Regions from separate parts of the Mus musculus genome. Here all the other regions are linked to region 2. A link is a contact called in public Hi-C, HiChIP or PLAC-seq and promoter capture Hi-C data. All regions are on one chromosome and are shown on one strand. The core of a region is the stretch at or near the end of the contact, and the rest is flanking DNA. Distances in the headings are between cores, read along the strand shown.

The links. Promoter capture Hi-C pulls out the DNA fragments that hold promoters and counts their contacts. HiChIP or PLAC-seq counts read pairs in DNA pulled down with a chosen protein or histone mark. Hi-C and Micro-C count contacts between places; a contact is called where the count stands out from the background.
Region 1: a promoter capture Hi-C map of stem cell-derived epiblast-like cells shows a contact between it and region 2, with 4 times the contacts expected there. The contact joins the enhancer-like site here to the promoter of Dnajc27 in region 2. A contact is called at or near these places in 3 of 39 promoter capture datasets (embryonic stem cells and stem cell-derived epiblast-like cells), 2 of 15 datasets of contacts at CTCF or cohesin (embryonic stem cells and pro-B cells), 5 of 484 Hi-C or Micro-C datasets (the C10 cell line, the HPC-7 cell line and embryonic stem cells), 4 of 115 datasets of contacts at active chromatin or transcription factors (embryonic stem cells and epiblast stem cells) and 1 of 9 other capture datasets (adipose tissue).
Region 3: a contact with region 2 is called in an H3K27ac HiChIP or PLAC-seq map of microglia, with 6 times the contacts expected there. The contact joins the promoter of Itsn2 here to the promoter of Dnajc27 in region 2. A contact is called at or near these places in 7 of 39 promoter capture datasets (the 3T3-L1 cell line, cranial neural crest, frontonasal cranial neural crest and 3 more), 5 of 115 datasets of contacts at active chromatin or transcription factors (the NIH/3T3 cell line, astrocytes, effector CD8 T cells and 2 more) and 2 of 9 other capture datasets (adipose tissue and liver).
Region 4: an H3K4me3 HiChIP or PLAC-seq map of the SCID.adh cell line shows a contact between it and region 2, with 7 times the contacts expected there. The contact joins the enhancer-like site here to the promoter of Dnajc27 in region 2. A contact is called at or near these places in 10 of 39 promoter capture datasets (the 3T3-L1 cell line, 3T3-L1-derived adipocytes, the C10 cell line and 6 more), 2 of 15 datasets of contacts at CTCF or cohesin (the NIH/3T3 cell line and pro-B cells), 14 of 484 Hi-C or Micro-C datasets (B cells, the C10 cell line, the HL-1 cell line and 10 more), 19 of 115 datasets of contacts at active chromatin or transcription factors (the 230-238 cell line, the SCID.adh cell line, cardiomyocytes and 8 more) and 2 of 9 other capture datasets (adipose tissue and liver).
Region 5: a promoter capture Hi-C map of pre-B cells shows a contact between it and region 2, with 4 times the contacts expected there. The contact joins the promoter of Dtnb here to the promoter of Dnajc27 in region 2. A contact is called at or near these places in 16 of 39 promoter capture datasets (the 3T3-L1 cell line, 3T3-L1-derived adipocytes, the C10 cell line and 10 more), 4 of 484 Hi-C or Micro-C datasets (CD4 T cells, CD8 T cells, cerebral cortex and 1 more), 2 of 115 datasets of contacts at active chromatin or transcription factors (large pre-B cells and stem cell-derived neural progenitor cells) and 2 of 9 other capture datasets (adipose tissue and liver).
Region 6: a contact with region 2 is called in a Hi-C map of uterus, with 8 times the contacts expected there. The contact joins the enhancer-like site here to the promoter of Dnajc27 in region 2. A contact is called at or near these places in 15 of 39 promoter capture datasets (the 3T3-L1 cell line, the C10 cell line, the HPC-7 cell line and 7 more), 1 of 15 datasets of contacts at CTCF or cohesin (pro-B cells), 6 of 484 Hi-C or Micro-C datasets (Sertoli cells, cortical neurons, ganglionic eminence and 3 more), 5 of 115 datasets of contacts at active chromatin or transcription factors (bone marrow-derived macrophages, embryonic stem cells, large pre-B cells and 2 more) and 3 of 9 other capture datasets (adipose tissue, embryonic stem cells and pancreatic islet).
Region 7: a CTCF HiChIP or PLAC-seq map of CD8 T cells shows a contact between it and region 2, with 5 read pairs. The contact joins the enhancer-like site here to the promoter of Dnajc27 in region 2. A contact is called at or near these places in 10 of 39 promoter capture datasets (the 3T3-L1 cell line, the C10 cell line, the HPC-7 cell line and 5 more), 2 of 15 datasets of contacts at CTCF or cohesin (CD8 T cells and pro-B cells), 2 of 484 Hi-C or Micro-C datasets (pro-B cells and uterus) and 5 of 115 datasets of contacts at active chromatin or transcription factors (bone marrow-derived macrophages, large pre-B cells, memory CD8 T cells and 2 more).

What each region holds. Positions count from the first base shown.
Region 1 is chr12:4,394,851-4,397,920 of GRCm38.p6, forward strand. The region is part of intron 2 of Ncoa1 (nuclear receptor coactivator 1); the gene reads right to left. Among named protein-coding and RNA genes, the nearest start is that of Gm51963, 63 kb to the right of the region's middle. Within about 2 kb of position 1,526, at least 10 of the 459 cell types and tissues checked have an H3K27ac peak or open chromatin away from gene starts, as enhancers often do. A contact at or near this core is called in stem cell-derived epiblast-like cells, where this site is marked.
Region 2 is chr12:4,081,201-4,084,320 of GRCm38.p6, forward strand. It overlaps Dnajc27 (DnaJ heat shock protein family (Hsp40) member C27), which reads left to right and starts at 1,374. Exons shown (of 7, transcript NM_153082.4): 1 at 1,374-1,673. The coding sequence starts at 1,587.
Region 3 is chr12:4,591,460-4,594,663 of GRCm38.p6, forward strand. It overlaps Itsn2 (intersectin 2), which reads left to right and starts at 1,549. Exons shown (of 40, transcript NM_001198968.2): 1 at 1,549-1,773. It overlaps Gm3625 (predicted gene 3625), which reads right to left and starts at 2,272. Exons shown (of 1, transcript NR_169069.1): 1 at 1-2,272.
Region 4 is chr12:4,547,150-4,550,355 of GRCm38.p6, forward strand. No RefSeq gene overlaps it. Among named protein-coding and RNA genes, the nearest start is that of Gm46332, 21 kb to the right of the region's middle. Within about 2 kb of position 1,687, at least 28 of the 459 cell types and tissues checked have an H3K27ac peak or open chromatin away from gene starts, as enhancers often do. A contact at or near this core is called in the P5424 cell line, the SCID.adh cell line, adipose tissue and 2 more, where this site is marked.
Region 5 is chr12:3,570,892-3,573,729 of GRCm38.p6, forward strand. It overlaps Dtnb (dystrobrevin, beta), which reads left to right and starts at 1,500. Exons shown (of 18, transcript NM_001162465.2): 1 at 1,500-1,756.
Region 6 is chr12:3,758,099-3,760,934 of GRCm38.p6, forward strand. The region is part of intron 15 of Dtnb (dystrobrevin, beta); the gene reads left to right. Among named protein-coding and RNA genes, the nearest start is that of Dnmt3a, 47 kb to the right of the region's middle. Within about 2 kb of position 1,508, at least 112 of the 459 cell types and tissues checked have an H3K27ac peak or open chromatin away from gene starts, as enhancers often do. A contact at or near this core is called in the HPC-7 cell line, adipose tissue, bone marrow-derived macrophages and 6 more, where this site is marked.
Region 7 is chr12:3,738,688-3,741,836 of GRCm38.p6, forward strand. All of the region lies in intron 12 of Dtnb (dystrobrevin, beta), which reads left to right. Among named protein-coding and RNA genes, the nearest start is that of Dnmt3a, 67 kb to the right of the region's middle. Within about 2 kb of position 1,559, at least 127 of the 459 cell types and tissues checked have an H3K27ac peak or open chromatin away from gene starts, as enhancers often do. A contact at or near this core is called in CD8 T cells, the HPC-7 cell line, bone marrow-derived macrophages and 6 more, where this site is marked.

The sequences.
Region 1 (3,070 bases), core at 276-2,775, 310 kb after region 2:
TGCTAGGGATCCAAATTCAAGTCCTTATGTTTACATAGAAAGCACTTACTGGCCAGGTGTGGTGGCGCACGCCTTTAATCCCAGCACTCGGGAGGCACAGGCAGGCGGATTTCTGAGTTCGAGGCCAGCCTGGTCTACAAAGTGAGTTCCAGGATAGCCAGGGCTACACAGAGAAACCCTGTCTCGGAAAAAAAAACTAAAAAAAAAAAAGCACTTACTGACTTTTAGCCATCTCCTACAATCCCCATTTTGTTCATTTTGAAATTGGCTGTTTCTTTATTATAGAGGTTTGAGAGTTCTTTGCATGAGTTTGATACAAGTCCTTACTAGGTATGTCATTTGAAAATACTTTTCAGTCTGAAGATGGTACTTTCATTCTCAAAATGGTGTCTTTTGTAGCAAAAGCTTTTAATTTTTATGAAGCTCAATCTGCCACTCTTCTTTAACAGACCACACTGCTGGTTTCTTGTCTAAGAACTCTGTCCTACCCTTAAGCTATGAAGGTTTGTTTTCTACCTAAAGCTTTATGAATTCACAATTTACATTTTTAGACATAGAATGTCCTTGGAGTTAATGCTTTTGTAAGGTACGAGTACAACCACAGTCCATTTTCCTCATTAACAACAAAGGGTTTATTCACCTAGAAAAGCTAAGCCAAGGTCAAGAAACAGGGTGATCTCTATATTAAAGAAGATGACTTAGAGAACTGTGGGGGAGGGGAGATATATTAGCATTTTCTTTAAAGAGTGATTTTTCCCTTGAAATGCTACTTTGTTGAGGTAATAATTTCAAAATGCCATGATCAGAAAAAAAGCAAATTAAATATTTTCTGAACATCTGTCATATTCTTTGGCTAGGGCTGTATATTCAACCCATATGTTCCTATGTAAAAATTTTTACAATAAGTAACTTGTTGGCATTATTTCTGCTTTACAGAGAAAAACACTGAGCATACACAGCTCAAATGGTTTTATTTTCTTCTTTAGTCATATTTTCCTAATTTGTCTTTAAAATATTCTCATTATGAAAGAATGAAACCATTTCTGGAAAATCTCCACATAGGTGAGAAAATTAGTAAATCCTGCTACCAAGCTGCTGCAAATACATGACTGATCCGGGAAGGGTCTGCGAGCAGCAGCAGCAGCAGCAACAGGAAAGTGGTCCAGAACACAGCTATGAACACAGCTGAAGCAGATGGAAAACACAGAGCTTTAGCAAAGAAACAGAACATAGTTACAAATGGATATTTCAGAAGTAAAAATACAATATTCAAAATTAAGCTTACAGGATTAACTTATTAGCAAATGAAGATTCGTGAAGAATGAAAAGTGAACTTGAAGACAAATCAATAGAAACAATCAAATCTGAAAAGACACATAATCATGGGAGCCACAGGAAGTGAAGAACAATTAGAGAAATACATCATTTTTTTGTCTTCAAAGTTCCAAAAGGAGAAGAAAGAGAACGGGCCATGTTTCCCACCTGCTTCCCTTTACAAAACTGGACTATATCCTCCCCACACCCCACTGTGCTGAGTCATTCTCTACTGTTTTTCCTGCCTGCCTCCCTTTACAAAAGTGCCCCCTCCCCTGCTGTGCTACATCATTCTCTTCATTTCCATATTACATATTCTGTGTAATCCATAACTGTAAGTTCCAGGGCTCTTCTAACTGCAGTGAGCTCAGTGCTCCTCAGACGAAAGGAGCATGACCGAGCGCCAGAGCTCCGCTGCCTCTCGGGCTTCCCAGGCTCCCTGAAGGAAGGACCGACCAGGTCTCACACCAATCTGTTTCTCGTTCTTCATAAGACTCAATTACCAACTTGCAAAACACAAGAAAATCAAGAAGAGGGAAGACCGATGGGTAGATACTTCATTCCTCCTTAGAATAGGGAACAAAATACCCATGAAAGGAGTTACAGAGACAAAGTTTGGAGCTAAGACGAAAGGATGGACTATCCAGAGACCACCCCACCCGGGGCTCCATCCCATAATCAGCCACCAAACCCAGACACTATTGCATATGCCAGCAAGATTTTGATGAAGGGACCCTGTTATAGCTGTCTTGTATGAGGCTATGCCAGTGCCTGGCAAATACAGAAGTGGATGCTCACGGTCAGCTATTGGATGGAACACAGGGCCCCCAATGGAGAAGCTAGAATAAGCTCCCAAGGAGCTGAAGGAGTCTGCAGCCCTATAGGTGGAACAACAATATGAACTAACCAGTACCCCTAGAGCTCGTGTCTCTAGCTGCATATGTAGCAGAATATGACCTAGTCGGCCATCACTGGGAAGAGAGGCCCCTTGGTATTGCAAACTTTATATACCCCAATACAGGGGAACGCCAGGGCCAAGAAGCGAGAGTGGGTGGGTAGGGGTGGAGGGAGGGTATGGGGAACTTTTGGGATAGCATTTGAAATGTATATAAAGAAAATATCTAGTAAAAAATAAATAAATAAAAAGTAAAAACAAAAAAAAGACTCAATTACCTGAAGTTACATATTTTACATTCTTTATCTGTCTCTTCCACTAAAAAGTCAGTTCTATGAAAGCCTGGACTTTATAGATTCTGGCCTCTCTTACATGATTTATGCTTACTTTCATATTTGGTAATGGATAACTGAAAACTACTTCCTTGGGAATTCAGTTCTTAAAATGAAAATTTGGAAGAAGTGTGATTTCACACACCATTTTAATGTTATCTAAGTAATTATTACACAATAAACATACCCAATTTAAATGTACAGAACAAAGAGTTGTAACCATAAAAAATCACCCATGTGATTGCTACCATGAACATTCCCATTAGCTCACCAAAATTCATCTTCATGATTCTTCATAATCTAGCAAGTTCTGCTTCAACATATAAAAAAATAAGTCCAGAATGACTTTAATGAGAAATGATTTGGTTAATGACAGAAGTTTTATTCTATATGTACCAATTTTAAAAGTATATGTGTGTGAATATACAAACACACACACACACACATATACATACACACACACACACACATTTAGTGAGATTAAAAAAAAAGATCATCTTCCTCCCTGTTCTCCAGGGAAGGAGGGAAG
Region 2 (3,120 bases), core at 124-2,623:
CTTTCATTCTAACAGTTGCTTTCCATAAGAAGTTATCGTAAAATTTATGATTCTACCTTATCTACCTTATCTTGTCAGGTAAGGGGAAAGGGAACAAGATTCTGGGTTAAGCCTGGATGTTGGCAGCTGTGAGAATCCCACACCATCACAGAGCTGGACAAACCTTAAGAACTATCCAGCCAGTCTTCCTCCTGAGGATGGGGGCCATTAGACTGATGCCAGAGAGGGAAAATTAACACACACACACACACACACACACACACTGCCTCTGCTCCAAAAGGCAACTCTGGTTTTCAACCAGGAAAGAGTCTTGTTCAAGGTCCTTTTCCAGAACCAGGGTCAGACTCCCAATTCTCATCTGATGCTACCTTCTTCGATGAAGCCTTTGCAGGCTGTCTGCAGATTGAAGCAACCGTCCATTAAGAATAATCAGGGGAGGGGTGATTATGTACTAAACAGATACTTTTTTGTGTGTGATTATTCCCTAAAGGACAACAATATAGACTAACAACTATTTACATAAGAATGATATTTACATTGTAATAGCATTTACTTTGTATTGAGTAGTTATGCTGGCTTTCTTGGGTTTTGGGTAGAAGCCAAGAAACTCACTTCTGTAAGAAAGCAGGCTGAACGGAGCCATGAGGAGCAAGCCACTAGGCAGCACTCCTCCACAGCCTCTGCATCAGCTCCTGCCCCCAGCTTCCTTTCCTATCTCTCCTGTCCAAATTTTTTTTGATGTGTAAGCCAAGTTAAACCCTTTTCTCCCCAAGTTGCCTTGGTTATGGTGTTTCTTCACAGCAACAGTAACCCTAAGACAGTGGGGCAGATAATGTGAGATGACACAAGTAGGCTGAGGATGTGCATAAGTTACATAAAGCTTTCTACACATGTACAATTTATACATAAAGGTTTTTATATATTTATTTTGAAACAGGATTGCACAATATAGCTCCACCTGGCCTTGAACTCATAGAGATCCGCCTGCCTCTGCCTCCTGAGTGCCAGAATTAAAGCGTGCGTTTGCTCGGATACCATCTTTAGGTGACTGGGACATCCGCAGAATCCACTGTGATCCTGGGCTCAGTCCTCTGCAGAAACTGTAGTCTGCAGTCACTGTACTGACGGAGAGGAGGATGGCAGCAGAGGCACCCATCGGTGAAGATTCCAGGAAAAAAAAAGCCTTTGGCATGACTGGGCCTTACACTAAATGTCAAAAACTCCCCGTGACAGCCGCTCTATTTCTGCCACCATGTACAGACCAATCTTGATGCCAGGCAAAGAAACCCCAATCGCCTGCAACCGGGCCGCACTGGCCCAACAGGACCCCAAGACCCAGTCCTCCCGGGCCCCGCAATGACGTCACGGCGCGCAGTCATCGCGAGACTCCGCTCGCCCTCCGCGGCTCGCCGCTTCCCAACCGCCCTCGTCCGTCCGCGGCCAGGCAGCGGTGGGGATGGCGAGCCGCGGAGCCAGGGTGGTGACGAGCACAGCGGCTCCGTCATTGGGCGAGGAGGCCTGAGGGACTCCAGGCTGGCTGGGTGCGTAAGGACACCACAACCCGCGGCCCCGGCAGAGCGAGGGCGATGGAGACCAACGTGCCGAAGAGGAAGGAGCCCGCCAAGTCCCTCCGCATCAAAGTCATCTCCATGGGCAACGCCGAAGTGGGGAAAGTGAGTACCGCGTGCTGCGAGGGCAGGACCTCCGCGTGCTGTGAGAGCGACATTCCCATTGGCTAGGAGAGCCGCCACTCAAAAGCTTGAAGCTCCGCCTCCTCTCTGCTTAGTTTAGCATCCTGAGCTCACTGGGGCTTGCGGCCTCCAGAGGAAAACTATCTTGACCTTTTTGACCTTTGGGCTGCTGGCTCTTTACTGACGTCACTGTCCCTAAAAGGTGTCAGGGTGGCCTCTGATCTTTGATTGTAATTTGAAGGTAGTAATTAGATTCCGATGTCGAATGATCAGTTTACATACCAAATCTGTTTTTCCCCTGAGAGGGGACGAGGTCCTGCGGGTTGGGGAGAGTGGTTGCCAGCCTTGCTGTTTAAAGAGATGCCAGGGAGGTGTTAGATTCTAAAAAATGTAGCCCTGAACAGCCTGGAGTCTATGTTCCCACCACCAGAGCACAACAACCTAGTGTGTTTCAGGGGACATGCACTGACAGCCCTAGATCTTGTGTTTTTAATTTTTTGTATTGTCACGTCCATTTTTCTCGGAGGAGTCTTTTTTTTTAAAAAAATACCATCTTTCTGAGTGTATCATTTCTGTATCATTTGCTGCTTATTAGCTACTAAACTTCCTCTCATCTGGGAAGGGAGGCCTTTCCTAAATGAATTTAGATGCCAGTTACTCGTTTTCTTCCCTTAACGTTGGGAAACTGTTGGTTAAGAATTCCCAAGGTCGACAGACAGGGAAGGCATCCGAAGTGGAGTCTTCACTAAACCAAACGCAGAAGACCTCTAATGGGAGCGTTTGCATACTACTATGTAAGCCAGTGCTCTGTGCTAGAAGATGCTCAGGAAGTGTTTATTGCTGTTATACAATTTAGCGTGCTCCCGTTCTACATATGGACCTTCATGTATGTGTTAACAAAACAGTTGCTGAAGATTAACATTTATTGACTATTGACTATTTTCCAGCTCTGTTTTACAAAGGCAGGAGAGTTGGGAATATTGTGAGTTGGTGCAGTGTGAGTGTGAATAGCAGTTCTGTTCCCAGGAGTCCTGCAGAAAACTGCTAATCCCAGTGGTAGGCAAGCACAGACTGCTGGGTCCCCGGACCCCCGACCAAGGAGCCTGATCAGCAAGCCTCAGGTCCCACGGAGACCTTGTCTCCAAAAGGAACGTGGATAACCACTGGGGAATGATACCCCATACACACACACACACACACACACACACACACACAATCACAATCAAATTGGAGGGGAAAATATTAGAAATAACTTTTTTCGTCCCCGAAGATTGAAAACCATAAAAATTCTTGAATTAAATGAGGCTTAATGAGGGCTGAGAGACAGCTCAGCAATTAGAAGCACTTGCTACTCTTGCATTCAGTCCCAACAACTGTGTCAAATGGGTGGCCCACAGCTGCCTGTATCTTGCTCTAGGGGATTTGATAC
Region 3 (3,204 bases), core at 299-2,798, 510 kb after region 2:
AACCCTAAAACCAAACAAAAAAAATCCCAAGTTGTTGACTTAGTGTTTGGGATACTGCAGGCAGACATACAGAACTCCAATTTCTGATAGCTCTGCAGTTTCTTCAAGGGAGGCCTTTAAATGCACCTGCGTCCCACCGCCCTCCTCTCAAGGATCCAGCAACCTCAACAGAAAGAAGGCAAGGTGAATGTTACCAAGTCCCGAACACCAAAATGCAAGCCAAGGGCTAATTGAAGAGTTAAGAAAACACCGTGAGAGCAAGAAAACCCTGTTTATCACCATCAATGTTTGCTAAATTCCTCCTAAGAGTTGGTTGTCCAGTTCAGTTGGCCCTGAGCATCTCCGCAATCTCTTTCAAGTCAGACTTTCTATCTGCATCAGCCCCAACAGGGGTCAGTGAAGCCTGGGGTCATCTGATCTACACATATCTCTCACATTTCAATTGAAATCATAGGGATACTAATGTTTGAAAACATCCATTTATTTATGGGATTTTTAAAAAACAATTTTTATATAGCCTAGACTGACCTCAAATTCACAATCCTTCTCAGCAGTCAGACTGATGCGACTCGTTCTCTGTGTGCAGGGGTTACAGGCACGCACCAGTTTACGTTATGAGTTTTGCATCTCAGTACACTTCCTTCCATGGAAACCTTACACTCCCATTTTGCCCATTAGGGACCATCATTTCCTCATCCTCAACCTTAAGAAAGCTTTTTTTTTGTCCAGGGGGTGCTGTTGCCTCTGTCAAACAGCAGATAAAGAATGGTGATTTGAGTGAGGAAACCACAGAATAGAAATAAGTTCTAAGTATGAGTTTCTCCTATTAGATGGGTAAGGATGTTTAGCTTCTGCAAGCAGAAAAGTCCGGGACGGTCTTCCTGTCTGTCATGAGCTTGCTCTTGTGTGTGAACAGAGGGATGCTTTTTCTCAGTCTCTGTCTCTGTCTCTGTCTCTGTGTCTCTGTCTCTCTCTCTTTCTCTCTCTCTCTCTCTCTCTCTGTGTGTGTGTGTGTGTGTGTGATGGTGAATGGACAGCTAACTCTTGGGTGTGGTAAAATCCTTTAAGGAGAGTCCTTGAGAAGGATCTGCAGCAAAGGTGGAGGCAACTCCTTTGCACCTCTAACTTCCCCATTCTCAGGAAAGGCTTGCTCACATGTTAACGAAGAGACCTTCAGTGAATAAGAAGGTTCCAGCTTGAGAGACAGCAAGCTCCATGTGTGGTCCAACGGGGATGTCCTGGACATCTCTTGGCCCTTTCCAAAACCTTAGGGTCCTGTGGCAGGAAATGTCCCACCCAGTCCCCGGCAAGTCACCTCGAAGAGGAGGAGCCAGGTGGGGGGTCTTGGCAGCTCCTGGAAGGGCTGTCAGCCGCGGAGCTTCGGGACCTGGCGGGAGGAGAAGCATTTCGGCCCACGCCTTCCACGGTTCCGGGGGCGAGGAGGAGCGCCACGCAGTGTCACGCTCCCCACGGTGAGGAGTAGGTGTCCCGCGGCTAGGCGGGCGGGCCGTCACTGCCCGCCCGTCGCTCGCCTCCCCGCCCCCCGGCTTCCTGCGGAGGCCGCGGCCGCCATGTTGTTGTGGGGCTGAGGCGGCGCCGGCTGAGAGCCCAGCAGCCGTGACAGGCTGCGCAACAGGTTCGCTGCGGCCGGCCTGACGACTGACCCGGCGGCGGCGGCCGCGGCACGGCAGGGTCTTCCCGGAGCTTGGCCGCGCCCACGCGCCGGTGTCGAGGAGCGCGCGGGGTCGCGCCGGGACGTGCGCGAGGCGCCAGGTGGGTGAAGCCGCCCGTCGGCGCGGCCGAGGGGCGCGGGGCAGGTGCGGCCGCCGCCGCCCCCGGGGTTCCACGGGCCGGGCAGAGGGGGCTGCGCGCCGCGCACCGCCGGGTTCAGTCCTCGGAAGCGCGTGCGGCCCCCGCCCTAGGCCCCGGCCGAGGACGGCCGTGCCGGGCGGAAACCTCCGGCCCCGGGGTTCCTGCCTCCGCCGCGGGGCGGGCGGGCCGCTCCTCTCAGAGGCCGGGAAGCCCGGGCCCCTTGCCGCGGCCTCGCTTGGCAGGTGACGGCCTCCGCCTATCGCTGGTGGCGACCGGGTTCCGGGCTTTCCTTAGGGGCATCTGGGCTGGGTGCGCGTTGCCTTGGGGACCTATTTTATTTTGGCTTAGTTGACTTTTCTTTTCTTTCTTTCTTCCTTTCTTTTCTTTTTCCTCCTTGGTCAGGGTTGCTGCAGAGTGTCAGGTGAGCCGCATCCCGGTGCGTCAAAGTAGCCGGAGTCACGAGAGGACAGTGGGCGGATGCTTGGCGTCCACTGCTCGCGTTATAACAGCTAAAGTTGAGAACTGTTAAGCGCTGACTTCTGCATTATGCATTTCTAGGGTATATATAGGAAGCACAGCGAGGAGTCTCTGTAGCCAAAGTTCACTGCTTATTTAAGGGAGAAGAGGCACCTACAAGTGCATAGTGAGTAGGTAAACCGAGGCTGCAAGTTTCATTCTGCTGAAAGACACTGTTTGCAGGTATTGGTCATGCTCTGTGTTATTCAGTGATTGTCCGTGGCAAATACACTCATTTGAAACTTGCATTCATAACGAACAGGAACATTTTGGATAGACCCAGCTACTTTACAATAGGAATTCAAGTTGACACAGAAATTACTGCCGTACTCCGTGCTTCTTGTCTGTTTCACGGCGTTTCCTACTTCCTCAGGGGACGCAAGGTGTCACTTGGAATTTTGTGTTGTTAGCTTAGTTTAGGTAGTACAGACTGGAGGCCAAACTAGGTGCTTAAGCCTTTGAGAAATTGCTAACTTCCCTTTCACGGTTTGCTGTATTGTCATCCAGTGCTAAAACCTAAAAGCAATCTAGAAACATGGCCTACAACATTTATACAAGTTGATGGGAGGCCTGCAAAATTCAGTTATGTGCTTGCCATTACGTTGGCGGTTATTCTTATGACTGGTGTGCTGCTGCTGTTCCAAGTAATGCTGGTAACCATTTAACGAAGTTAAAAAAATGTTCAACATATCCAAAGGCTCAAATCCCGATATTTCCTGAGTGTGAGGAGATATGTACATTCAGGGGATTGGATTTGTACTTTAAAAATGCATTTTTACAAAAACAGAGTAACACACACCTTTTGCCCAAACTTAGAGAATTTTTCAAGAATTTATTTTGGTCATTTTATCCTATACAAAGTGGACATTTTTTTAT
Region 4 (3,206 bases), core at 437-2,936, 470 kb after region 2:
ACAGAGTGAGTTCCAGGACAGCCAGGGCTACACAGAGAAACCCTGTCTCGAAAAACCAAAAAAAAAAAAAAAAAAAGAAAGAAAGAAAGAAAAAGGAAAAGGAAAAGGAAAGAAGAGAAGAGAAGAGAAGAGAAGAGAAAAGAAAAGAAAAGAAAAGAAAAGAAAAGAAAAGAAAAGAAAAGAAGAGAAGAGAAAAGAGAAGAAGAGAAAAGAAAAGAAAAGGAGAGCCGGGCGTTGGTGGCGCACGCCTTTAATCCCAGCACTTGGGAGGCAGAGGCAGGCGGATTTCTGAGTTCGAGGCCAGCCTGGTCTACAGAGTGAGTTCCAGGAGAGCCAGGGCTACACAGAGAAACCCTGTCTCGAAAAAAAAAAAAAAAAGAAAGAAAGAAAAGAAAAGAAAGTATGTTACCAGACTATCAGCTCTCAGACTATCATCATCGCCATAGCGATTGGCGGGCTCATATCCCCTCGGGAACACTCTAGCAGGTCCTACACGTTGTGGTGCAAGATCCCAGCACCCACCGCCACTTCTGAGCGGCTCCATTTGAAACTCTTTACCAGAGCAGAGGCTTTGCTCCGAGCAGAAGTTCTGCGCCCAAGCCAGGCATAAAGCCTGGGCGAAGTAGCCGTCCTGGGGAAGCAAGGGTTACCACAGGAGGGGGCCTTCGTGGAGGGCAGTAAGAACAGCTGTCTGTGGGCAGCTGGAGCGGGGATAATTGGTGTGCAATGGAAATCTAGTAGGAGTGAGGGTCTGCCAAAACAAGCAAGGGACCCCGAAGGAGAGTGGAAAGGATACAAGAGAGAATTACCCCAATCACTCCATGTTAATATATTAAAGAAATTGATGTTTCTGGATTTGACATGTAATTTCAAAAGGAAAGAATAATTGCTTTATTCTTCAGAACAAAAAAAAAAAAAAAAAAACCTCCATAAAATGAGCTTTATGAAGAAAATTTTATCCTGAGAGTCACTGGGAATATGATTACTCTTCTAAAAGCATGTCAGACATAAAAGACGTGCTGAGAACCAACTACTGTCAGTTCTGGATGGAATGTCTAGTTTGAAAATGATTTATTCTCCATGTAAGGCTCTCTCTCTTCTGTAATATGTAAATTAGAGGTGGTTCGTACAACCCGGTGAGAGCTAGAGTAAGAAGTTTGGCTTCGAAGCAGTGACTTTTAAAAATAGTTTTATTGTTAATCTCAGTATTCATCAAGTCTCTGATGGCAGGGAATTTAGTTCAATCATTTTTCTAAGTCACTGCAGAGAATAAGTAAGTATTATCAAAGGAAGAAAAACCATTTCTGAATCGGCCTTGGCTCACACGTTGGCTTGAGATCAGGTATCCAACGTGAGCCCCTCTGGCAGGCACTACCCATAGCCTAACCCAAAAGCTCTTTCCACACCTTTCTTGATTAAAACAACAGCAAACACAAAACATTAAATATGTAAATGAATGTCTTAATTTCTCTGAAGTGCTGTACGATCTTGGTAAACCACGGCGCTCCTCTTTCTCTCTGTCCCTAAAAAGGGACGTGTAATGAAGTTGTCCGTGAATTCTGCTGGTAGCCTCCATTTTTCTTTCTACTTAGGGAGACTTAGAATTAAGAGAAAGCCCCTTTGCTCGCCTTTCCTCCTTCCTCTTGGCTCCCTGAGGCGCTAATTTGAGCATTGGCGCCATCTTGTGACAACAACAGGAAAGGTGAGAAGAGCCAGCCAGCCCGGTGCTTCTAGACATCTGAAATGGCACATTATGGGTGGGGCCGAGCCATCTTTAGCTGCACATTGTGTTACTTTCAACCCAAATAGTCCTGAGGTGACATCTTCTCAATTTTTTTATTTGAGGTCGTCATACTAAAAAAAAAAATCACACAGTTAAAATTTGAGGTTATATACTTGCTTTGTAAAAGCTAAAACAAAGGAGCAACTCATTATTGAACAGGTGTTTCTTTTAAGAGTTAATTATTTCTCCTAATTCCATAAATGTATATAATGAATTTTTACCTCATTGTCTTCTCTTGTCCCGTTCCCCCTTTCTTTTCTAGGTCCCCCTTTGTGTTTGATGTGTCTGACTGCCTTTAAGTAGTGTTGCTTGAATGAGCATCGGTGAGGGGTTATATATTACCAGAACACCAGCAACTTACCTACTCCAGAGAAGCAAACGTCTCTCTTATGCCATCAACAGGTCATCTTATAGCATCAATAGGTCTAATGGATCTAGTACGTCTTTCACCTACCCATGTGGGAACATTGGTGGTCTTTTGCAGGCACCGATGCTGGGGGTGTCAAGTTCAGAAGACTGGCTCCTTTCTTTCCACTCCTCCGTCAGAGGTGTCCCCTGAGCCTCAGAGGTGGCACTGTCTCACTGGGGCTGATCCCTGAGCGTATCTGACTCTCAGCCCTTTGACCAGTCATGAGTTTCTGAAGTAACTGTCACCTATTGCAAAAACAAGCTTCCCTGACCAAGGCTGACAGTAGCACGACTCCATGGACAAAACCTAAATATTGAAAAGGTAGTCTGATGGGCACAGTAGGCCTGTTTAGTAAATTAACAGCCACAGTTTCCTTGGTTAGGGCCTATGGTCTCCCCAGCCATGGTCTTACTGATCAATTTTATAATATTATGCAGGAATGCCTCCAGAATGCAAGCAGAAAGTGGTTGGTTACCCTCTAAGTAGCCATGCCATTATTATACTGTTTGGCACACCCTGCCTGGTGAGTTGTACATTGCAGGCCTTACAGCTGAGTAAGATTGCTTATGATTTTTCTTTCCCAGTCACCCAGATTTTGCATCTGCAAGCACTTGAGAAGCTAGCTACTAGGGAGGGACCTTCTAGCTTAGTCCCAGCTTGATTTCTCTCCATCCTATGGGCGAGATATGTGTGCTCTTAGCAGTAGGGGTTACTGTCTAGTTCTCATGGGCAACCAGTAGTGTCAATAGCTGGATTGTTTTGGGGGCCCTGGCATTTTAATTTAAAGGCCATAGCTTTCTGGGAACAATGTTACCCATCCATGCAAGGCCCCCTCATTCAAACGCCTGTTACATTAGTTTACAAAGCAGTGGATGATGCCACAGAGCTTCTTCAGACAGTCTGAACTGTGGCTAGCCAGCTCCTCACCTCCCATTTCTCTCGCCGTCTCCTGCCCCCTCTCCAGCAGCTGTTTTCCCAGTTATCCTATTTATTTGAATTTGATCTCAGGGTCAA
Region 5 (2,838 bases), core at 250-2,749, 510 kb before region 2:
CCCATCAATGCCTTCCCCATAGTAGGAGCTCAACACATGGTAAGAAACTAAAGGTCTCTTGACATAGTCTGAGGATCCTTACATGGTTACAGCAGCCACCACCTAGCAACCAGTGAGACTCTTCCAAACATGCAAAACAGTCACACAATTCATGTGTGAAAAGTAATGTATCCCCTCTCACACAAAAAACCTCACTTACTCTAAGTTATCAGCACAGCACTGCCTTCACCATGGGAATTTAAAAATAGATTGTGAGAAGAGGAGGAAAAGGGTGTCCTAGAGGCAGGCTGCCAGTCTGATTGAAGCAGGTGGCATGATCTGCCTTTCCATAAGGTGCCAGAAGGCTTCAAAAAGCATCCCTAAAGCACACAGGCCTACTGCTGCTTTCCTTAACATGTGCACATCCACACGCACCAAAAGTCTAATGGATCATGCCGCTGTCTTAAAGTTGAGGGAAAACATTTATCTTTTGAGCCATTAAAAGAAGACTTTGATGTCCCTAGAGAGTTTGGAAAAGCTTCTATAAAAAATGGCAATATGAGGGGCTGGAGAGATAGCTAAGTAGTTAAGAGCACTTGCTATGTTATCAGAGGACCTGGGTTTGATTCCCCAGCATCCAGGTGTCATTTCACACTCTTCTGGCCTCGGGGTGGCACTCACAGGGTGCACACACATTGCAGCCCAAACACTCATACACATAAAATAAAGTCCTTTAAAAAAATGATATGAAGCGGGGGGGGGGGGGGGGGGTAGTGGCGCACGCCTTTAATCCCAGCACTAGGGAGGCAGAGTCAGGCGGATTTCTGAGTTCGAGGCCAGCCTGGTCTACAAAGTGAGTTCCAGGACAGTCAGGGCTACACAGAGAAACCCTGTCTCGAAAAACCAAAACCAAAAAAAAAAAAAAAAGAGTTGGTAATGAATAAATAAATAAATAGATGCTAGATAAATAAATGAAGCTTTGTCGCCCCTGCTCCGTTGCTCAAGCTGTTTAATGTCTAAATAGTCCCACTTTTAGGAACTACTGAACAACTAAGCGGAAAGTAATGTCTCTCCTTCATCCTCTCACCGCATCCGGCTGTGGCTTGGCTTTGCGCAGGGGACCAGACTCGGTCCTTCGCAAGGCTGCTCTTCTCCCTAAGTTATGCATTCTTGGGGACCAGGGGCCGTGACCCGGATCGTGTCCATCGGGCACCAGGCGCGGAGTCAGGGCTCAGCGAGCCTGCTGAGGCAATGTGGAAAGTCACTCGGGGGAGGACCCGCGCTCGAGGCAATGATTCACCGGGTGTTTCTTCGCATTCCTTAAGGTGCAGTCACGTCGGCGCAGCACGCAGCCGCCCGGCAGCTACCTGTGGAGTGGAAGGGCAAGTCCACCTCCACCTCCGCGGCCGGCGCACAGCAGAGGCCCGGAGGGGGCGCGCGAACCCGCGGGAGGGCACTCGGCCGCCTCCCCGCCCCCTCTCGCGGCGGAAGCCCCGCCCCTCCGCGCGCCCGCCCTCCGCGCGCACCCGCCCTCGCCCTCGCGCCCTCGCGCCCTCGCGCCGGGGGCGGGCTCGCTGCGCGTGCCGGGCGGGGAAGCGGCGCGAGCCGGCGCCGTTCCGTTCGCCGCGGGGGCGGCTCCGGGGCCTGAGTGGGCGCCGCCGCCTCAGTCGCTGCTTGCTGCTTCAGCCGCCTCAGCCGAGGGGGCCGGGTTGGAGGAGGCTGCGGCCGCCGGAGAGCCACGCGACGGCCCCTCAGCTCCGGCCGGGAAGCGAGCCAGGTGGGGAGTCCGCCGGGGCTGGAGGAGCGAGAAGGAGGGCTGCGGGGTGGCGGAGTGCGCGGCCCTGGAGCGGCGACCCTTGGGAGACAGCACGCCGGGCCGGGGAGGGCTCTCCGGTCACCCGCGCGCGCGGGGGCCCGCGGAGCGCAGAGCCGGGCTGCGCGCGCTGCTGATGCATCCTGAGCCCGGCTGGCGGGGAGGAGGCTCCGCGTTAGGTGCTGAAGGGGGCGAAGGCGGCAGGTCCTGGCAGAGGGCAGGTGAGGTAGGCAGGCCCTGGCAGAGGGAAGGGAATTCATTCCAGATCACCTCTCAGTGTCCCCCGAGGCTCCCGGTAGACGAACCTGTCCACCCAGGTCACCCCTGTTGGGCACAGTGTCCGGAGAAGAGGGAGGATGCAGCTGACGAATGCTTGCTGTTAAATTTCTGTGCCAGGCCTTAGGGAATCAGGGAGACCTTCCAGCATTCTCTGCAAGCGTTTATTGATTAGCTACGGAGCAGGAGAGAACCGCGGTCAGCGCCTGGGTCACGACTTTATCACTCTCAGCCATCTTTTGCTGTTGAAGTGCTGACAGTTCGGCTGTGAAAGTATGCACACAAAATGTAAAGTGCTCTATTTCATGTTTCCTGTTCTGTTCACTTCAGGTCCCTTTAGGATTTTCCCAGCCCTGGGAAACTGGAGCCGTAAGTTGCTTGGTTTGTGGAGAAAGTAAGATAGTTGAGGAAAGCTGGTGGGAACTATTGAGAAGAGATTTGAAGGATCTTACTGACATTTAAAAGAGGGGTGGGGAGGGGGAGAAGAAATCTGGAAGAAGAATCTTGCCTTCCCAGCTAGAATTAAGCTCCGTGCCTGTTTTCTGTTCAGTCCTCCGGATGTGGCCTGGATCCCAGCAGCCCTACAGTGGATGCCCACTGCAGAATGGATGGAGGAAGCAGGGGCTTGAGTGTCAGTCTCTGTAGAGTTAGGGATGATCGCTGGACTTCCTTTGGTCCTCGGATTCTCTTTTTGCCTCTTCAGGTAACCCAGGCACTGGTAGGTTAAAACAGTGGCTTAGGTGGCAGACTCCGGTGGCCTGTGGCCACTC
Region 6 (2,836 bases), core at 258-2,757, 320 kb before region 2:
TAGCAATCCTTCTGTCTCTCTTCCCTCATTCTCTTTTCTTCTCTTTCCTCATGGCTTCTTCAGATCAGACTGCTCACTCACCCCGTAGTTTAAGAAGCTCATTCCACTAGACTGGCTGATTTAGGGTTAATCATGACCCAACCATCATGAGTCTGTAATTAAAGGACCTTGCCAGCTCTCTTTACTGTTGTGTTTCCAGTCTCTAACCCAGCCTGCTGCACTGCAGATACTCAATAAATATTTGCTGAGGGAAAACCACCATTAGCAAGAAGACTGCACAAGTTAATCATTGTATTAATTGTGAGGAACATAACCAGTTCACGTGCCTGTAGCAGCAATTCTGGTCCAGCTACTCTCAAGAAATAGGCAGATCCATTCAGGAGACTGAGTTGTGACGAAGAAATCCTCTTTACAAGGAGTCAGAAAAACAAATTTCAGCTCTGTGTGGTGGCACACACTTTTAATCCCTGCAATGAGGAGGCAGAGGTGGTGAATCTCTGTGATTTAGAGGCCAGCCTGGTCTACAGAGCAAGTTCCAGGACACCCAGGACAATATAGACTCTTTCTATAAATAGATAGGTGAATAGATAGATAGATGGATGGACGGACGGACGGGCGGGCGGGCGGACAGACAGACAGACAGACAGCAATGACTATGTTCATCTGGATACAGTCCAGATCACTCCAGATCTGGAAGGACTAAACATCCCAGCTCCCTTAGGAGACATCTCAGATGTGTATTTCCCCCCAGTATAACATATCATATCACTTCTGGATATATGGATCTATCTCTCTCTCTCTCTCTCTCTCTCTCTCTCTCTCTCTCTCTCTCTCTCTCTCTCTCTCTGGCCTTGAACTCAGAAATCTGCCTGCCTCTGCCTCTCTGCCTCTCTGCCTCTCTGCCTCTGCCTCTCTGCCTCTGCCTCTCTGCCTCTGCCTCCCAAGTGCTGGGATTAAAGGCATGCGCCACCACCACCCGGCACTTCTGGATCTCTTAAGGCTCAATTAAAATTAAGCTGTCCATGTATGTGTCCATGGCCTGGGGTCCAGCTTTCCATGAAGGATTTCTATGCTCCTCTCATACAGCTCCCATGTTTCTCACCCCATAACAGAAGCCTGGATCGACTTCCAACACAGCCAGGAGTTACATTGACTCTGACTCGCAATGCTCTGCCACATATATCAGAGTCTGTTTAATGCTCAGTCTGTTAGAGCATTCAAAAGAAACGAACACAAATTCCATTCTCAAATAGTAGGGACATAATTTTCTGGTTAGTAGGAATGTAACTTCTTGGTTGGCACAATGCCTTAAATATGGAAATAGAAGTCAGATCATTGTCATCCTGAGCCTCAGTTACACTCCTGCCTCCTAAGTCTGCAAAACCTTGGCTTTTGGTGAGTGGATGAATTGATGTACTTCAAGGTAACCCCACAGCCTTTGCCCTGGGCCTCAGTCTCTGCACGCACAGCTGTCGGCTGGATCCAGTGGCCTGCAGATGGCGTGTGGACGTCTACCCAGAGTGCATGTTTATCCCTCTTGCTCCTATGCTCCCTGCAGGGCCCCAGCAGTTCCTTGTTTTGGTTTTGGTTTCATTTTGTAAAAAGAGGAAATATAATTATGTTCTCATAGAGCTCTGTGAACACTGGCAGGAAGTTTTTAGTGAGAATGATTAGAAAGGAGAAATAATTCTTGGATCTGAGGGGTATGCCTCTGTTTTGATCATTCCATAAAAGACAAGCTAAGAGGCTTTCTTCTATCTTATTTCCATCATATACTGTATTTCTGTATTTTGCTTTCCTGACTGTAATGTGTATATGATATGAAAACTGTTCCCCATGTTCCCTAGGAAACTCACACACACTAGACTAGAGAAATCCTCCCGAACACACACTCTTTCCAGAATGCTACCTACTATCCAGATATCATTAAAAAACAAAAACAAAAAAACAGCCAAAGACAAGACAGAGTAAGCCATGGATTCTAGATTTAGAACCCCAGAATCTGGGAAAATAAATGTCCCTGCCAAGAAAACAGTGGAAAGAGATTATTCTGGGTTAGGTGTGGTCTTGGCTGTAATATTCTTGGCCATGTTACAGAGAAATACCTTCTAGATACCTAGAACTGTGCAGCTAAAACTCCAGCTGATCTAGCCAGGCAGATATGGGTTGGAATCACCACTGGCTCAGAGGTGCTGAGCACCATACTCTCTGCTCCTCTAGAAGAGGGGCCTGTGCTCTCAGACACAGAGCCATCTCTTCAGCTCCAGGAGGAGTGTTACTGAACAAGGTATTATCATAGAAGTGGAATTTCAGTTCGCCTTGTTGCATTCTAGACTATCACTGATTGGTAGGTTTGAGCTCTCACCCTCTTACTGACCTAGCCTTACCTTTTTAACCACGTCCTCCAGGTCCTATCTAGTCTTGTTTCTTATGTGCAACCTGAGTATTTGGTACTGTCCATGAGACACTTTTCTCTTAGTGAGGTTTCTGACCATTTATCTGAGAATTGGTTTTGGGGACCCAATGGAGAGACCATCTTACATAGGGGTAGCCAACCCAGGAAAAGACTGGAGAATTCTAGTCTTAGAATGTATGAACTTTCTTAACTAAGATTTTATATATCAACTTTCTTTTTGTTCTTTGAGTTTATTGTAAGTCATAGTACGTTGTGCTTCGTTCCAGAAATTCAATATGCTTTCTTCTTTGCACCAAGAAAAATAAACACCTTGCCTTCTACCCTTTTGAGTCCAGAAGTTCGTCTTAGCTTCTATATAACAGTGATTCAGGTAGAGACAAAATCATGATTGAAAGCCAAATGCACACTACTACCCCCTCC
Region 7 (3,149 bases), core at 309-2,808, 340 kb before region 2:
TACAACGGATTGCCAATTTCTCTACAGCAACAATGGGGTAATTTCTCATGAGGGTGGATAAAAGCTTTACTGAAAGATAAAGTGTCTGAGGACATCCAATGTTGCTGGGGTTTTGACAAAACTTGAGAATATTCCTTAAAGGGAAGAACAATTGAGTGTTGTTGCTGCACTGAAAAGAACTAGTTAAAATGTTAAGAAGAAAAGGAGAAAACACCTTGAAGCCTGGAAAGCTCACAGTAGGATGCTTGCTAAGAGTAGTGCTAATGGCTTACACTTACTGAATATGCACTGGGTGGAGGTCATTCTTCTAAGTGCTTTGCATATCTTAGCTAATTGATTATTCAGAACAGTCCTGTTTCCTGTGGCCTGAGAGATAACCACCCATCGTTGCATTTTTTGAGTGGCCCGTCTGGATGAGGGATGCCCTTTTTATCTCTCAAGCACTGATAATTTAACTGTTGAAGGTTAAGGTTCTGGAGGAAAGAACTGAACAAAAAGCAAAAGCAAAGAATAAAATGAAAGGAAGGATGACCTAGAATCAAAACCATGGACTCTCAGACACTAACCAGGAACAAAGAACCAGTCCATCCCCCAAGCCCTGGCATCTCTTGTAAGTGGAAGTGGCAGAGCTTAGAGGCTGGTGCTGGAGAGGAGTGAGGCGGGACAGAAGCAGCATGTCAGATTTGACAGTTAGGTCTCTTGTTCGTTCGTTGGTTCGTTCATGGCGGGTGGGGTATGCCAAGGCTGCTGCTTTTCCCCAGACAATCAGATCACATATGTGACTCAGATGCTGCAACTCTGAAGGCTGTGGAATGGAATAGACTAGGAAAAATACAGAGCAGTATGGAAGAGCTGGTTAAATCTTACACATGCCCTCGGCCGGTCATAATTGGTCAGGTAATTTTAGAATTCAGATTCATGAGTCAGTGAGTTGAGATGTACTGCACTGTGGCTGAATCCTAATAAGTGTGCTTAATGCTCTGAAATAGCCCCATTGACCTTACATGGCCCTTTAAAATTCTGTAAACAAGAGGCAAAGCCTTTTCACCCTGGGGTCCTGGTCTCCTTTGCCATGAACCCAGATAAGGATGTTTGCACCTGCTGGTTTCCATTGCCTGATGTTGAATTGTCATGAAAGTGATGGCAGCTCAGAAAGGGTCCCTTTCATCTTGGTTTACTTTGCTAACTATCAGGCCTCTCTGCACTCCTCTTCACCTAACACAGAGCACCTAATCCTCTAATCGACCTGTGACAAGTGCTTTGCATCCAGTGAGGGTAGGGCACCACGAGCTTATTTATAGGCTGCTAGATAGGCTTCGAATCGATTTTTCTCAGAGACCTTCTCCCACAGAGGGACCATTCAGTCATTTGTACCTGCAGCGCACGCATACCCTGTGAGTGCCTCTCCTGTAGACACTGAGCAGCTTGGTGCCCAGCAGACCAGGCAGTGCCTCACGCTGACCCTTGAGGAAAAGCACTGCACCTCTCACAGATGGGCCAGGAGGGCTCATTTGTTTCCCTCGAGTGCCTAAGTTTCTTTTTTAAAAAAAGGAACCGGAAACCCCTGCAGTGTGTGCTGAATCATAACAGAGATGGCAGATTCTTGCTTCTCGAGCCTTAACCCGTGAGCACCGGACGGGATTTTTCTTTTAAGGGTTTCTCACAGGAAAAGAAACCAAACTACAACAACAAACAAACAAACAAACCCTAAAACTCTTTACAGGAAAGGTAAGCTGGGGAGGCCAGCACTACCATTGTCAATCTGCCTCAGGTTTAGACATTTCCGAGAGGCTGTCCCCACAGCCACACCAAACCTTCATAGCATCGTCATCGTGGTTGCTTGAGGCACACTGTCTCAGGAACATCCTCATGATTTCTCAACCTTTAGGGGTCCACGGTATCTCAGCTGGGGTTTGGATACATGTAGCGACTGCAGGCCCCACTAAAATAGTCACTGCATAATGTGGTCATACATGAAGCACTTTAAACTATGGAGGCTTTGCTTCTGATCTACTGAGCCACAACCTCTGGGTTTAGGGCCCAGCTGTCTTTACTGAAGGAAAAACACAAAGGGAGGAAATTCACAGCGTTCTGATTTACAGTCAGCCTGGGAAGCACCATCTTAAACAGTATTATTGGATTCTGTGGTGAGGTTAATAACCCTTAGCCTTCACTTACCCTCTAGGAGGTTAGATTGTGGGCAGACCGCCCAGGGATGCACAGTGTAGTGCTCTCAGGGGCATCTCTGTAGACTCCTCCTGTCAGATTCATAGAGGTCAAAACCACTGGTCTCTCTTTCAGGAGGCTGCAGAAATGCATACTGGGCTACATCCGGCTGACTGTTGACTTGCCTTGGATGTGTATTGTCTATCCAATCCAACTAAAGGGATCTTGTATCCGGTAGCTGCCAGCTGTGTGAGACCCCTAAGCCTGAAAGGATACTACTGTGAGATGCACCATCTCTCTTAGGATTAGAAGGGCTGCAACATTAAGTGGATCCACTCTTCATTCCCAAATGGGGTCCTCATTCTCCAGTATTAAACCTTTCTCCCCCTACTCCATAGGGCTTTGCTATGTAGTCTAGGCTGTAACTGGCTTATTCTGTAATCCATTGTGTGTGTGTGTGTGTGTGTGTGTGTGTGTGTGTGTGTGTGTGTCTGTATGTGTGTGTGTGTCTGTATTTGTTCTTGATGAAGACATCAGTCCCTGGAGCTTGAGTTACATATACGAGCTGCTCATTGTGGATGCTGAACTCCAATCCTCCTAGAAGAGCAGCAGGTGCTCTAACTGCTGAGCCATCTCTCCAGCTCCCTGCCTGGGTGTTTACCTGGTACTCAAGGCAATTCTAGTGGATAGATATGATTCCTAATATGATTTTGTAAATGAGAAAAGAGGCACATTAAAGTTGCTAAAGGTCCCCAGCCAGTGCTGAGGGTAAATGTAGGTTTGCATGTATCAGTATATCACAGATCGCTTTTCATTATACAGCATTGGTGTTGTAACATACACATAACCAGTGTTTTGGTGTTTGGTGATAAGTTGTTGGAGTTTGTTGTTGTTTTTGAGACACTGTCGCATGTACCTCAGGCTAGCTTCAGGCTTGGTATGGAGCCAAGGGTAACCTTGAATTCATGATCCTCCTACTTCTA